2 separate regions of the Drosophila melanogaster genome follow, and region 2 is linked to region 1. The links are chromatin contacts, called in public Hi-C maps. All regions are on one chromosome and are shown on one strand. The core of a region is the stretch at or near the end of the contact, and the rest is flanking DNA. Distances in the headings are between cores, read along the strand shown.

What was found. A called contact is a pair of places that touch in the nucleus more often than the background predicts.
Region 2: a contact with region 1 is called in a Hi-C map of the Kc167 cell line, with 4 times the contacts expected there. A contact is called at or near these places in 4 of 107 Hi-C or Micro-C datasets (the Kc167 cell line, embryo, eye imaginal disc and 1 more).

The regions. Positions count from the first base shown.
Region 1 is chr2L:6,335,760-6,342,538 of dm6, reverse strand. It overlaps Pez (Pez,), which reads left to right and starts at 3,868. Exons shown (of 8, transcript NM_001273198.1): 1 at 3,868-3,891; 2 at 4,046-4,481; 3 at 5,268-6,779. The coding sequence starts at 4,397. It overlaps Cpr (Cytochrome P450 reductase), which reads right to left and starts at 3,703. Exons shown (of 7, transcript NM_057810.4): 1 at 3,414-3,703; 2 at 190-381. The coding sequence starts at 365.
Region 2 is chr2L:9,701,808-9,708,586 of dm6, reverse strand. It overlaps CG31710, which reads left to right and starts at 2,633. Exons shown (of 3, transcript NM_001273365.1): 1 at 2,633-2,807; 2 at 4,982-5,319; 3 at 5,406-6,145. The coding sequence starts at 5,048. The coding sequence ends at 5,505. pelo (pelota) reads right to left here. Exons shown (of 5, transcript NM_057634.5): 2 at 6,713-6,779; 3 at 6,465-6,657; 4 at 1,841-1,947; 5 at 1-442. The coding sequence ends at 318.

The DNA of each region.
Region 1 (6,779 bases), core at 2,619-5,118:
TGACGGAATGAACCGAATAGATCTAGAGGGCATTTCATTCAAGAAGCAGTTTTAAATATTGAATTGTACGCGTGATATGCATGTTTTTTGAAAGGTTTATCAAGAAACTGACTATTCAATTCAAGAATTGCCATGGTTTTGGACTTCGGATTAGATTGCTTTAGATTGCTCAAATTTAACTATACTTACTGTATGGAATAGCTCCTGGTTGGCTCCTCCTCCTTCTTGCGGCTACGCAGGAAGTAGAAGGCTGCGCCGCCGATTAGCACCGCCAATAGGGCCACGTCCAGCAGTCCCAGGAAGGGTTCGTCGCCGCCGCCGCTGGGAATTGCGGCTGCTCCATCAATCGTTTGCTCGCTGGCCATGGTGGTACGTGTATGACTGCAAAAAAAGGGCACAGAATTCACGGCGCTTTAGTTTTCGCTTTGCATAACATTGGTCTAGCTCCATTTGCATGTCGCGCACTTTGGACACGCACTCTAATGTATTCCACGTATACCAGCGCTGGCGGCGTAGCATCGCCTGTGCGTCTAACGGTAGTCCGTCCGCTTCCGCACTTGTCTTAGCGGTGCAAGGTACCGCTCTAGCTGGATGTTCCGCCAGCGCCGCCGGTTGACATTGAAATCGCGCATCTGGTTTTAATCGATCGTACCTTGGGACGTTCCCGTTGCACTGACAACTACGACTACTCCGTCGATCACTTGCAGTGCTGCACTGGTGCAATTAAAGCTATGAATTCGATTGGATCCGCCTCTGTGGCGACGCAACGTGTGTTTCGCGTTAGGGAGCACTGCTCACTGACCGCCGGGAGCAACAGGTTTTATGCACGCGCTTATCGAATGCCGTCGCCGGTCGAGAGATATGATGAAAACGAGTAAAAGCGTTCGAAATGCGCTGTTCCCAAGCAAATACTCTTTGAGCGGCGCAAAATAACGAAATTTGATTTCCAATCACTCGATTAACACCTTTACCAGCCGTTGTTCCAGGAAATCGCCAATTGCACTAAGCAAAGGCTTTGGTACTTGTCAATGTGAAATCGGATTAAAATCATCCCAAACAAAATACATTCCCTTTCATTAGGATTCAGTTTATGAAGTACTTAAAGATTTTAATGTACATATACGGTTTGTATACGTTTCTTTACCCGAATTTATAAAAAAAAGCATAGGAAATGCAAATTGAGAGGGTTTACTTAAGCTAGAGTTTGGGTTTTGAAATGCACACTTGGAGTTCAATGAAATTCGCCCCGACTGCTTTGAGTTTTAACTAGTGCCGAAAGCATTTTTACTAGAACTCTCAACTTAAGCAGTTGGAAGTTTGAGCTGATCCCAGGTGTTATCTTTTGTTTTGTGGGGGCTTAAGGAGCTCTACTGAATTTTCACCTTGAATTCGGGTTTGACTTAATGCTTTAATGTTGCTAATGCGCCGCTACGTGCGTGAACTTTGTATAGAGTCGCGTAATAGTTCTTGTTGCTGTGGTCAGCAAAAGGCAGAAAATAAATATTAAACACATGCGAGGCATATGCAAATCGACGCCAGTATCGTCATTCTCGTCCGATTTCGAGGAAGGTATGTGTTCGACGCTCCCGATAACAACCAACACTGACAACAAGTGGAGGTGAACATAAAATTGGCGTCTTTTTATAGGTCACCCATGTGTGCTGTTCGATTGACGGAATGACGACAGCGCAATGATTAAATTGTGTTAGGAAGCACACATATATATCACGAAAACCAACAAATGTTCCAAAAATGTTAACATAAATTCGGTTTCTTTAGTTTTTTTTACGAAACAATAGATCCTAACTCGTTCAAATGTGTATATGTTTCCTCCAAAAACACTCTTTATTTGAGTGCTTCTTTTTCTAGTTTACGACTAAGTAGTTAATCTAAATGAATGAGATGAATGATCTTGGTTATTTCTGCTTAGCCATCTATTCAAACAAAGTTTACGATCTAGTCACAACAAACGCCCATCTAGTATCACCCTACACACTTGTAATGTGCGTGATAACGCTTAGAATCTCGCTTGGCATATGTGATTTTAAAATTCCCTAAACACGATGACACTCTCGAATTACTCGTCCGAATCGACGGAGAATTATAAAGTAAGCATGACTATGCATATTTATTTCGCGCCCAAGTGGCTTTCGTTATCATAAACCTAGTTTGGCTGTCTGGAAAGGATGAAATGTAACTCCGCGCTCACTTTAACCGAAGTCCATTAAATGTAATCCCATTACGGAACCTGCCCTTTTAATGGTTCTTTAATTGGAAGAACTAATAGTCTAGCTTTAATAGGTAGGTAACCCTATAATGGGGTGTCATAACATATAATATAATATATTTATTTAGTTTGTCTTTGAACTTGAATTTCAGAGAACTAATTTTTATCCATAAAAGTTCTTAGGAAGTGTACAACAATGTACAATTTTTATATTTTAACTGATTTATATATATGTAAATATGTATGTACGTACATACCTAGACTTGCAGTATCTCCTACTAAGTTCTTAGTTCTTTCAAAATGGAACGATTTTACAGAGTTCAGTTATACAAGGCAGCAAGAGTATACACACTTCGGCTTTTCGAACTAAGCCACTTTCAATTTCGTTGTAGTAAATTTTGATACTAGGATTTTGTTTACATCGTCATTAATGTGTGTGTGTTTAATTAGCATAAAACAATATATCGGTTGGCTTTTTTCACAAATTGTTTTTAATAAATTGGAAACTAAATGCAACGCCAACTCCAATTGGAAAATGTGTAAAGTTGGTGTACTTAGGATTTTCAAATGTTGATTTTTTGAATAAGGAAAGGCAGGTTAACGGAAATTAAGAACATAGCTTCGTCGCTCATATCGAGTGCTTACTGTACGGGAAGCAGACAGTCGACAGCTGTTCTCAGCGGAGAGCCACGAGCAGAAAAGTAACTTGATGGCCGATTGGCGACCCGAGTCGCGTTTTTGGTTATGCAATTCGGCCTACGACTCGGTTTGAGACGTGAAAGGCGGCGATACAGCGTGCAAATAGCGCAAATTAATAACAGAAGTGAATTAAATTAAATTACACGCAGCGCGGACGGAGTGAGCGAGAGCGCACTATCGCACGGGCGGCGGCGAGGCTGTGCGAGAGCGAGAGGGAGAGGGAGACTGGGCGAGCGCAGCAACAGGTACTGAACTTTAAACTCGCTCGCAGGGCTCTTCTGTGTGTGTGTGTGTGTGTGAGCGAGCGAGTGAGCGATACGGTTGCTCCATCATCTGTCCTCGTCGCTGCAACCTTGACCGCCAATGCAGCGCTCGAAATATCTAAGCAGCAAATTAATTATGGACTGGATTTCGATTTTGGTAATCGGGTTTTGCTTTTTGGATTTCGACAGTGCGTGGCCTTGTGATTCGGCTCCTCGAAACTCACCGATCGCGATCTCCGACTGCGCTGCTCCTAATCCTCTGTAGATAGACGACGATCGGTGGATGTGGATGTGGATTTGTGCCCCGTCTCTGGTGCTCTTCCTGTTGCAGCCCCTCTCAGCAGCTTGGCAGACGTCAAAGCCCTTGATTTAAATTCGCTTTATTCAGTTACGCAGCGGGGCGAAGCCACGATCTTAATTTTAATTCGCTTTATTCGATAAAACGTTGACGGAGGGCGGCAAGTGCAAAGGGGAAGTGACGACTACCACGGCAGCAGCAGTACTAAATTACTGAATTCCAGAGGGACCGTCGTCGAATCGCGGTGTGGATTTCTCAGTTGCGCGCACTTTCCAGCACTGGAGTTGGAACGGATAACAGAGCTATGCCAGCACGCCACCTATGTGTCCAGTAGCTCTGTTAAGTTTGATATTTTACTGTTCGCTAGAAACCGTTATTCTCTTGCTGTGTACAACGAAGTATTCGTGTGTATCAGTGGTTTTAATATCTTTAGGAATTTTATTTAATCACTGCTGACTGCATTGTTATATATTTTAAAATATAAACTGTTTTGTTTCAGTTACATATTTCTTGGTTGCACTTGTTTTCTTTAACAGAACTAAACCTATTTTCTTGCAGCCCACTGCGCAAAGACATACCGATAGTCAATGCCGCCTATCGATCCATTCGATGCCAGCCACCGAGATACTCAGTCAGCACCTGCGTATCGATATCAGCACTTCGGTCTCTTCGTTTTATTTCTCGTGAATTCCTTTATTTATTGTCGTTAACTGCCCAATTACTATCTTTAACTTTACTTAACCAATACGCGCAGTGCTCTGGTTTGCGTGTCTAATCAGCTGATTCAAATCGGCTAATTCCAATTGAGCAATTTACTCCCCCAAAAAAAACCTGTGGTGTCGATGGTGCTGCCGTTTTAGCCACTTTTGTGAGCCCAGCGGAGCCCCGGTGGAGCAAAATAGTCGAAAAATGCCATTGAAATTCTTGAAAAAGTGTCGCCAGTACAATGTTACGTCCAAGAGTTTGTTTGTTATATCAGTGCATCACCTGCTGGGTGAGTAAGCCCCACATTCCTAGAGGCGCTACGCCCCCCACAACAACAACAGCGACAGCAACGACAACAACAACAACAGCAATAGCAACAGTGGAGACGAGACAATAGAAACAACAAGAAATCGGTGACAAAGCCACAACTTAACAGCTGCCGTCTGCCATTGCAATTGGGATTATTTAATTGGGAATGTGCACAACGATTGTCATGCGGCGCCCACTTCCAGTTTAGCTGGAATTCGCCTTCCAAGGCACAGACCACAAAAATGCCTTCACTTGTTGCATTCTAGTTAACAGTCGCTGAGTTAACAGAGGCGCACAGGACACATAACAGCGACCGTTAATTCTAAAACTAACAGACTGCCTATGAGAACTTCCTAACTTTGCGTACTTCACATTTTGTATATTATTTACTCTCGATTTTGGGCTAAACAAAAGCATGTTTTGTAGTTCTTATACACTTAACCGAATGTACTTATTTGGCAAGCGAACTGAAGACCTTGACTCAATTAAAACCACCCAAATTTCTCCAACCATCAGAAAGGTTTTAGACATTAGGCCTACGTTTCGTTAGTTAGGAAATACGACAGATGAGAGAAGCCAATTGAGCGGCGCCGCCACAATTTCCGTCCATAAAACGTATAAGGTCTCGAAAGAGATTATAAACTTTATTTGCATATTTGCGCGTGCGACGGGCAGGGCCAAATTGTTGTTGTGCGGCGAATTTAGAGTGCTTGGAGCGACTTAGGCCGATGTTTGAAGCACGTTTTCACTCTTACCTACATTGCAGACACATCCAGCACAGTGGACTGCACGATCAGCTCGGAGAGCAAGGGACAGGAGTGCCTGGACAACGTTTGCCAACGTTTGCTAATCCAGCAGCCGGAGTTCTTTGGACTGCGCTACCTGGTCAAGGGCAAGGACAAGGAGGACGAGTTCAAATGGATCGACCTGGAGCGCTCGCTCAGTCGGCAGCTGGAGAAGTATGCGGCGGGCCCCAAGATCTACTTGCGCGTTCGCCACTACGTGACCACTGGCGTGCGCCACTTGAGCGACGAAGCCACGCGCTTTTACTACTTTCTGCAGCTGAAGAGCGACATCTACGAGGGCCGCATCGCCTGTGACATCCGCACGGCCATACTGCTGGCGCTCTACTGCCGCCAGGCGGAGTACGATAGCTACCAGGGCGACAAACAGAGCAAGGACTATCTGAAGAAGTCGCTGGTCCTGCCGCGCAACATGCAAGGCCTGGCCAACGATGACAGCATGCTGGAGGGACTGATCGTGGAGGTCCTGCAGCAGCAGGCGGGCATTGCACATCTGAGTCAGAGCCAGGCGGAGGAGATGTACATACAGTGCTGCCAGCAGCTGGAGGGGTATGGGGAGGAACGTTTCGCCGCCAAGGACACGCTCGGCAATGATTTGTTGCTGGGCCTGGCCATCAACGGGATGGTGGTGAACGCGGACAACGGTCGGCAGTATTTTCCATGGAAGGAGTTCCACACGGTGACCATCGACAAGCGAACGATTAAGATCGAGCAGAACAAGCTGGATGGTGGCGGCAGCATCGTGGGAAGCTTTATATTCAGCGAGGCGGACACGGCACGTTACTTCTGGAAGCTCACCATTAGCCAGCATAAGTTTTTCAAGCGCTATATTGACACGGCCACGCCCTCGAGCCTGGGAAGTGGTGCGGATGCGGAGAGTGGTCCGTTGGGCGTTGACAGCGTTGGTTATGTCGACTACGATTACAATGAAGCGGCGGCCGCCGAGCAACTGCAACAGCATCATCAGCAGCAGCAACATATGCAGCAGCAGCAACAGATTCAGCAGCAGCAGATGATTTCCTCCAACATTTCGCTGGCTACCAGCGCTAACCAGATGTTGGGACAAAGCAGCTCCTGCCTGGATTTGAGCAACAACAACCTGCACAGCAGCAGTGGCATGTTGCACCACGGAGGCAGCAACAACAACAATAACAACGATGAGCGGGAGCGCCTCAAAGCCATGCTGCCCACATACCGCCCGGCACCAGACTATGAGACGGCGGTCCAACTAAAGTACCGCACACCATCGGCGGAATTCCACAATGTGGCACTGGCAATGGCCGCGCCCGGAAATGCCTACTATGCGGGCTCCCAGCCTGATGTACACAATCCAGGCATGCACAACGAGAACTTACTGTATGGTCATATGACTGCGCATCGTTATCCGGACGTGGCCCAGCCGGCGGCTGCCCTACACCACCACATCAACCTGTACCAGGCACAGCATCAACCGCAGTCACATCCACAGCCCATGA
Region 2 (6,779 bases), core at 1,384-3,883, 3.4 Mb before region 1:
GAAAGGAATTTAGTTTGCCGAATATAGTTAACGCAACTCATATGAAGCAATAATTGAAACCTAACAATATTGTGGCCATTTAATTGAACACAAAGAATATAAAATGTTGAATTTGTAGGCCCAGCCACGGGTGAACTTAAGCAGTGTGTATATTGTATTGAATTAGCACTATGTATGTATATTGTATATGCCCTGACGTCCAAGTCTGTCGTGGTTCCTATTAGTCTACTTGTATATCGCTCGCTAGTTAAGTTCCTAAGTCAAAATTTTCCGTTATCAAATGCCAAGATTCCATGAAGCTATTCCTATTTATGATCCTAGTCGCTATCGCTATCTGCCACCCCGCCTGCCGCTCCATCCTCATCATCATCATCGTCGCTGTCCTCCAGTTCGGGCATCGGGAAGCGCAGGAGGGCTGCAATTCCAGTTAGTTGAGCAAGTTCTGTGAACAAAAAGATTGGGGTTATTCAATGGACTTAGCTTTATAAGTTGTTGCAGCTAATTACTGCTATCTGCATGCTGAAAACCTGAATATCAAGTAAACTACAAAGACCATAAGCATCCATACTCGGTGCAAGAAATCGCAGAGCCTCAGAACTGCAGCAGCCAATGCAAGTTTTTCACTTTTTCCCCAGGTTGTGGGCGTTCCTACCGTCCAACTTCAAGGTCCACCGCTTATTCTAGGCCATGACTCACCCCAATGAACTTCACATTCAACACGGCCAGAGTGAGCATTACATATTCATAATTAATGCAGGTTACGTACCAGAGAATATATAATTCGTGTTCTCAAGTACCAGGCCCCTTTATCTGTTAAATTTGGTTCTGTTTACACAAGTAGCCTCATTGTTTATATTCTTATATAATTTAAAGCTGATTAAACTGCTCGGCTGAGTAGAATTGCGGAATAAATACTTGCAACGAGATAAGAATGGGCAGTACTTAGCGATAAAAAAAAAAGAAAGAATACGAAAGGGATCGTTACAACTAAATTCTTGCAAAATCTACAGGGCATGGGGGATCTATTTCGGAACACCAGCGACCCATTTTCGAGTCGAAAACGAAACTCTTGCCAAGACGCAGGCCTCAGACAATTGAAAAAAGAAACTCGTGGAAGGAATCTCATCTCGTGAGTCACCTGCAAATGGTTATTTAAAGCATTTAAGCACTTTACACCCCGAAAGTATGGCCAATATGTGAGATGTAATTTTAATTAATACTTAATTGCATACGAAAATGAAATCGAAAGTTCCCTTTCGAATGAGCTAGCGAAAACTACTTGGCAGCCATTCAATAGTGCTGTTTTTTTTTTTTTTTGCTTATCTCGCAGCGGACTTTGTAATGTGGGAGACCCCTCCAAGATATTCTCACATATGCACGCGCATGTATTCAATATTGCATCGCGGGAACTTAAAAATAGCATCTTTAACGAGGTCATTAGACGGGGGAAGGCAGCCTGCACATAAATATTCCATCCAAATTGAGCATAGAAATGGCCAAAGGTGGAACAAGTGTGATGCAAAGAGAAGATTCTGCTGGAGATGATCTATTCTCGGCCTGAAAGGGCAGTTCCTTCTCGCTCCATGAGTCACTGACAGATTCATTTCTATGTACCAGAAGTTCTTGAGTTATTTCAAATCGACACAAGGTTAAAGTTAGATGGCTTTCAAGATTGTTCTATTTAAGTTTAGCATGTAATTGCCTTACATATATGTGAACTTAATTAATGGAGTAAAGAAGATGCACTTTGTACTACACAGTGACTCACTAGATCGGATCATTCTCTTACAATCCTTCTTATTCAAGGGTTTAAATCAATAGTTTATTGTTTGATACTTACGTTCTCCTGAGATGTGCATGCTCGAAAAGATTTTGACTTCTCCCCCAGCATCGCGAATGGATTCGACCAGATTGACATATTCCTTTCTCAGACTAACGTCTTGGCATCTGTAAAATGAACAAATGTTGATGTTTAAATCATTGTCGTATCATTTATAGAACAGAAACCCCTAACATCATATCCAACTCGATTCCACTCATTAATATACCCATTTTTCACCCATTTACGGATGTAGGTGCCCGTATCTATTGCACTTTCGCATTCCACGGCCCGTTTAAATGGCGCATAGCAAAGTGCTGGATCATGGCACGTGATGGGCATAATCCGCATTGAATAAGGTGTCAAGTTTAACTGGAAATAGTGGGTTCACCTCGTCACTCAACCCCACCAAAGGGGGTCATCACACACATTATACTTGGACCCCATAATTTGCACTTAAGATTCTCAGAGAGCATGAAGTCACTAGACGAGCAATGAAAGTGCGACTGCCATAAAAAGTAAGTGCAGTTCAAAAACCCCATCAGAATGAGCATTTATTTGTGCAGGTAAAAAAAGTTAGAATAAGAATCAGCAGAAATTCGAATGAAAACCATACAAAAAATGAAATTTCAATTATCATTTTTATTGACGACAACAAACCGCTTTCAGTTTGCTTGGAGAGATTGCGAGCGAACGGATCGAAATATGTGGAGTGTGGACTTTATTCCGAATGCGATCCACAACACGTGTGGCTGAGAAGAGAGCGGCTGTCTTCGCATCGAAGAATTAGTTGCAAAGCGGCTTTTTTGCGGGCAACATCGAGCGATTCGAGGGACGGAAAATCGAAATCCGAAACGAACCGGAGAAGATTGCCACGCGAAAAGAAAAATTGGTGCTAAGACCCCGCTAAAAAAAAGATCCAAACAGCGCCATCGAAACCGCAAAAGAAAAGTGCACAAAACACAACGCATAAAAAGATAATACAAAGGTGTGTTTTCTCCTCCGCAGAGTGAAAGTTGCAAAAAGGTTTTATATCTACATATAACAAAAATGCTGCCTCAGTGCAGATGAAATCTCAAATAGACTCTCAAAAAGTCCCGCTGACAGTTTAGTTCAACGTTTTATCCCCGCTGACTCAGCAGAAGGCAATGCAGATACAAACGTATCTGCTACCTGTGTTCAGATACTTTTTCGCTCATCCGTTAACCGCAATCTGCGATGAACTGCGAGCCATTGTGTTGTAGATGCTGCTGCTGATGTACCTGCAATTTTAGCCGCTACTCATGTTGCTGATGTAGCTGCAATAGCTGTTGCTGCTGCTGCTGCTGCGTGACAACGATTGCACAATGGAATCAATTGTTATAATGGAATTAGCGTGCACGAGGTTGGGCACAGCCGTGAATTGTCAGCCAGAAAAAGAGAGAGAGAGCTCGTTTTTAAGGAGAAATGGGAAAGAAAGATGGTGGCGGGGAAAGTGGGAACATGGGCAGCCCCAGATATCAGTACAAATGTGTAATTAAATGTGCGAGCAAAGACAGCACTATTTGAACTTGACAACTCAACGTATAATCTACAAACATTGTACTGCACTAAATATATTGAAAAAGTGCAAGACTAATGAATCCGGCAAGGTTAGCCCTCATTGCCCAATTTTGTGAGATCATTTGAGACCAACCTTAAAGGCAACGCCTTGATTTCAAAGCCTTTATGACTACGATCATTCCAAAAACAGCCAATTCATTGCTTACCCCATCAGTTGACCAAACAAAACCCAACCCGAGCACCCTTTAAAGCAAAGATCCAATAAAAGTGATTCATGGATACCCGTTTAGGGTATCAATATCGCTCAGTCAGACAAGCCCTTTCACTTAAGTTTTAATGGAAAAAGCCTTAAACTCTTCCTCTCTCTCTTTCATTCGCTTTTTTTTCGAATATTTCACAATGCAAATATATGTACGAAATATATAAACAATTGCATTTCGAGACAATATTTACAAGCGTGGCCAGCTGCGACAAAAAAACACCAGAAATAATCGCTTAAAGGGGGCACGTTTTTGATGCACAAGACATGTTGCAAAGCAAAACAAAGAGGGACTAGAAAAACTGGTTGGACACATGAATAATATACGTACGAAAAAAATAGAAAATCTACAAGATGGCAGGGAGTATCGGTGGGGGGGGGAGGGGGCGTATAAGAAAATGCTAAGTGCATTCGAGTAGCAAAAGAACTTGATAAGTTAGCTGGAAGTGGATCATGTTGCACGCCATGTGGAATCCATTCCCAGAAAATCCAAAGGGGGAGCTGTGTGGAAGCGAGAGTGTCCGCTTCAAAAAGTTGCCAGCCAAGTGATCCATAAACGGAGTGATTAAATAAATTAAAATTCTTTATTTTCTTGTTTATTGCTATTCTCCCGCTGCCGTTCCTGCTCCCTCAATCGCAATCTTCTTTCGCCCACAGCGGGTTCTAATAATTAGCACAAGAATTGGCTCACTGAGGGAATCATTTCCACACGGTTATATAAAGCTTATACTGTACCCAGCTTATTTACATCACAGTTTAGTTCAGTCCCCGTCATTTGCTAATCGAAACTCGTCTGGCAAAAACAGCTCTATAAAATAAGACCCGAAACAGAGCACGCAAATTCAGCTTGGAATTCGTCCATGAGCATTTACGTTTATATTTACGGATACGGATTAAATGGGTGAGGGACGAAACAAAGTCTCAGAAAGCTAAACACCATTTTTAACAATATTGTTAACTATAAAGTTATCTTGGCTTATCACAAACATTCATAGAAATGCTCTACATATTTTCCACAATCATTTGCTGATAATACTTTTGTTGTAGCCGGCAAAATTCCAGCTTATAGTAGTCACAAAATTTGAACTGCATGATTTCATTTTATGTGACTTAAATAAATATTCACATATTATGATAAAATGATTTCAAAATAAATACATTTACGTGACTTTAATTCGAAATATGTGTAGTACATTTTGAGGAACTTGATCACATTCCAGTCAAATATATGTCGATTTTTATATATTTATCGATTTGATGATCATAAAACGAAAGCAAAGAAACTCGAATCGTTGAATTATCTGTCCGAACCTCAACTCCACTTGACTGTACTACTTAACGCACATATCTTTCCACTCCAGTTCCTATTTAAGTGCAGGCCACTTAACACCGTCGAATTAAATCGAGTCAAATCAGGCGGATCCAAGATGCTCACCAGACAACCCGACTACACCATCTCCGAGCTGGGCCATCCCATCCATCAGTGGTCGGATTCGACCGCGTGCGAGTCCCTCAAGAAGCTGGACTACACAAAGATGCCCAGTTCTCCGCCATCACCACATCGCCTGCTGCCACTGAGGGAAACGTTGGACGATTGTTTCAAGCGCTTGACGATGAGGAGCAGAGAAGATTTCGAAGAGGATCCCGTATACCAGCAGAAATTGAGAAAGAATCAGTGCAATGAACAGCAGCGAAGGCGGTAAGGCAAATGGAAAACTTAAACAAAGCATTTCATAACAACATTTCCCCATCTTGTTTCTATTTGCACAATGGCCAAACTATCAGCAGCAATCAAAAATGTCGAGATAAAGCCCAGTCCGGAGCAACAACGACGACGACGACGACGACAACGATAGCGGCGAGCTGCGATTTAAACAATTTCTGAGATTAAAAAGAAGGAGGAAGAATACTTATGGGGGAAGCAACCTAAGCGGACTGACTAAAAGTGCTAAAATAAAACACCTTTTGCCTAGATCATTAAGTACATTAAATGTTAAGTAAAGAAAAAGCTATAGCACTTAATTTTCATTTAATTGCCAGCCACGCAGTTAGCATACAAAAACATATTCGAATGGAATTTCATCGGCCCATTAAAGTGTAAACAAATTGCGGAGAAGAGTAGTGAATAGAACAGAACAGAACTAAACAGGCTGGCAGCCAAAAATGGTGAGGAGACATTGGGGCAACCTTGATCATGAGCACGTCGCTATGGGGCCAACAAATTAATGCTCGAACGTGCTTTCTTTAAATGGCTAAACGCGTGCGATCGCAGCAGATCTCTATTCGCAGCGGAAGAATCTGCGATCTTCTAATGGTTATGGAAGTCCATAGTGGCAGATCTAGCAAATCTAGACCTTATCACTTGTGGAGATACTGTGCTAAGCCATACGAGTGAAATCACTGCGATATATTAGGTTGTAGTATAATAAGTTAAAAACTCTCTCTTAATAAAGAATAACAAACGCGTTCTCAGCTAAATTCTACACATAAATTCTATACACAAACATAAATAAATTGAAAACCACAGTCGCAGGCATAGCAAATCAATTAAAGCACAATCGATACAGTAATTAAATTGATTGCTCTTCTTCAGATTTTCTGAATTACCCCAATATTTGTATTCTTTCCGGCACCCAAAGCAGTCTGGTGACATGCGTTCCATATGGCGACACAAGCACACCAATTGCCATAGCACTCTCACACAATTTTGCCAAGTTGAAGGTTTCTAGTTATACTCGCGATCGTGCTCTTGATCTCCCGCTTGATTGGGCTTAATGTGTGCCCAGCTAGTAATTACTTCAATATACATAGATATATACGTTGGCTCAACCAAGTGTAACTCACCTAAAGAGGTTGTCCGAGATCAGCAGCGTTTCGATGGCCTGCGACTCGGCGGCTTGGAGGACATGTTTCTTTCCATAGAAGGCCTTGGCGGGCTCACATTGCAGCATCATGTAGAATTGTTCCAGGGCCTTGACCTCGCCAGCTGCCTTGGTGTCAGACATCTTGGCCAGCACGGCGGGATCCTGTAGAATTTCTGAAGGCAAGAATTTGACTTAGAACATATCTCTTCATAAGGGTAAATGGCTCACCTCTTAAGGAGTGCTTAAATCCCGAGGATGCGTGCACCAGCATAAACTTGCTCTTGTTGTCCAGCAG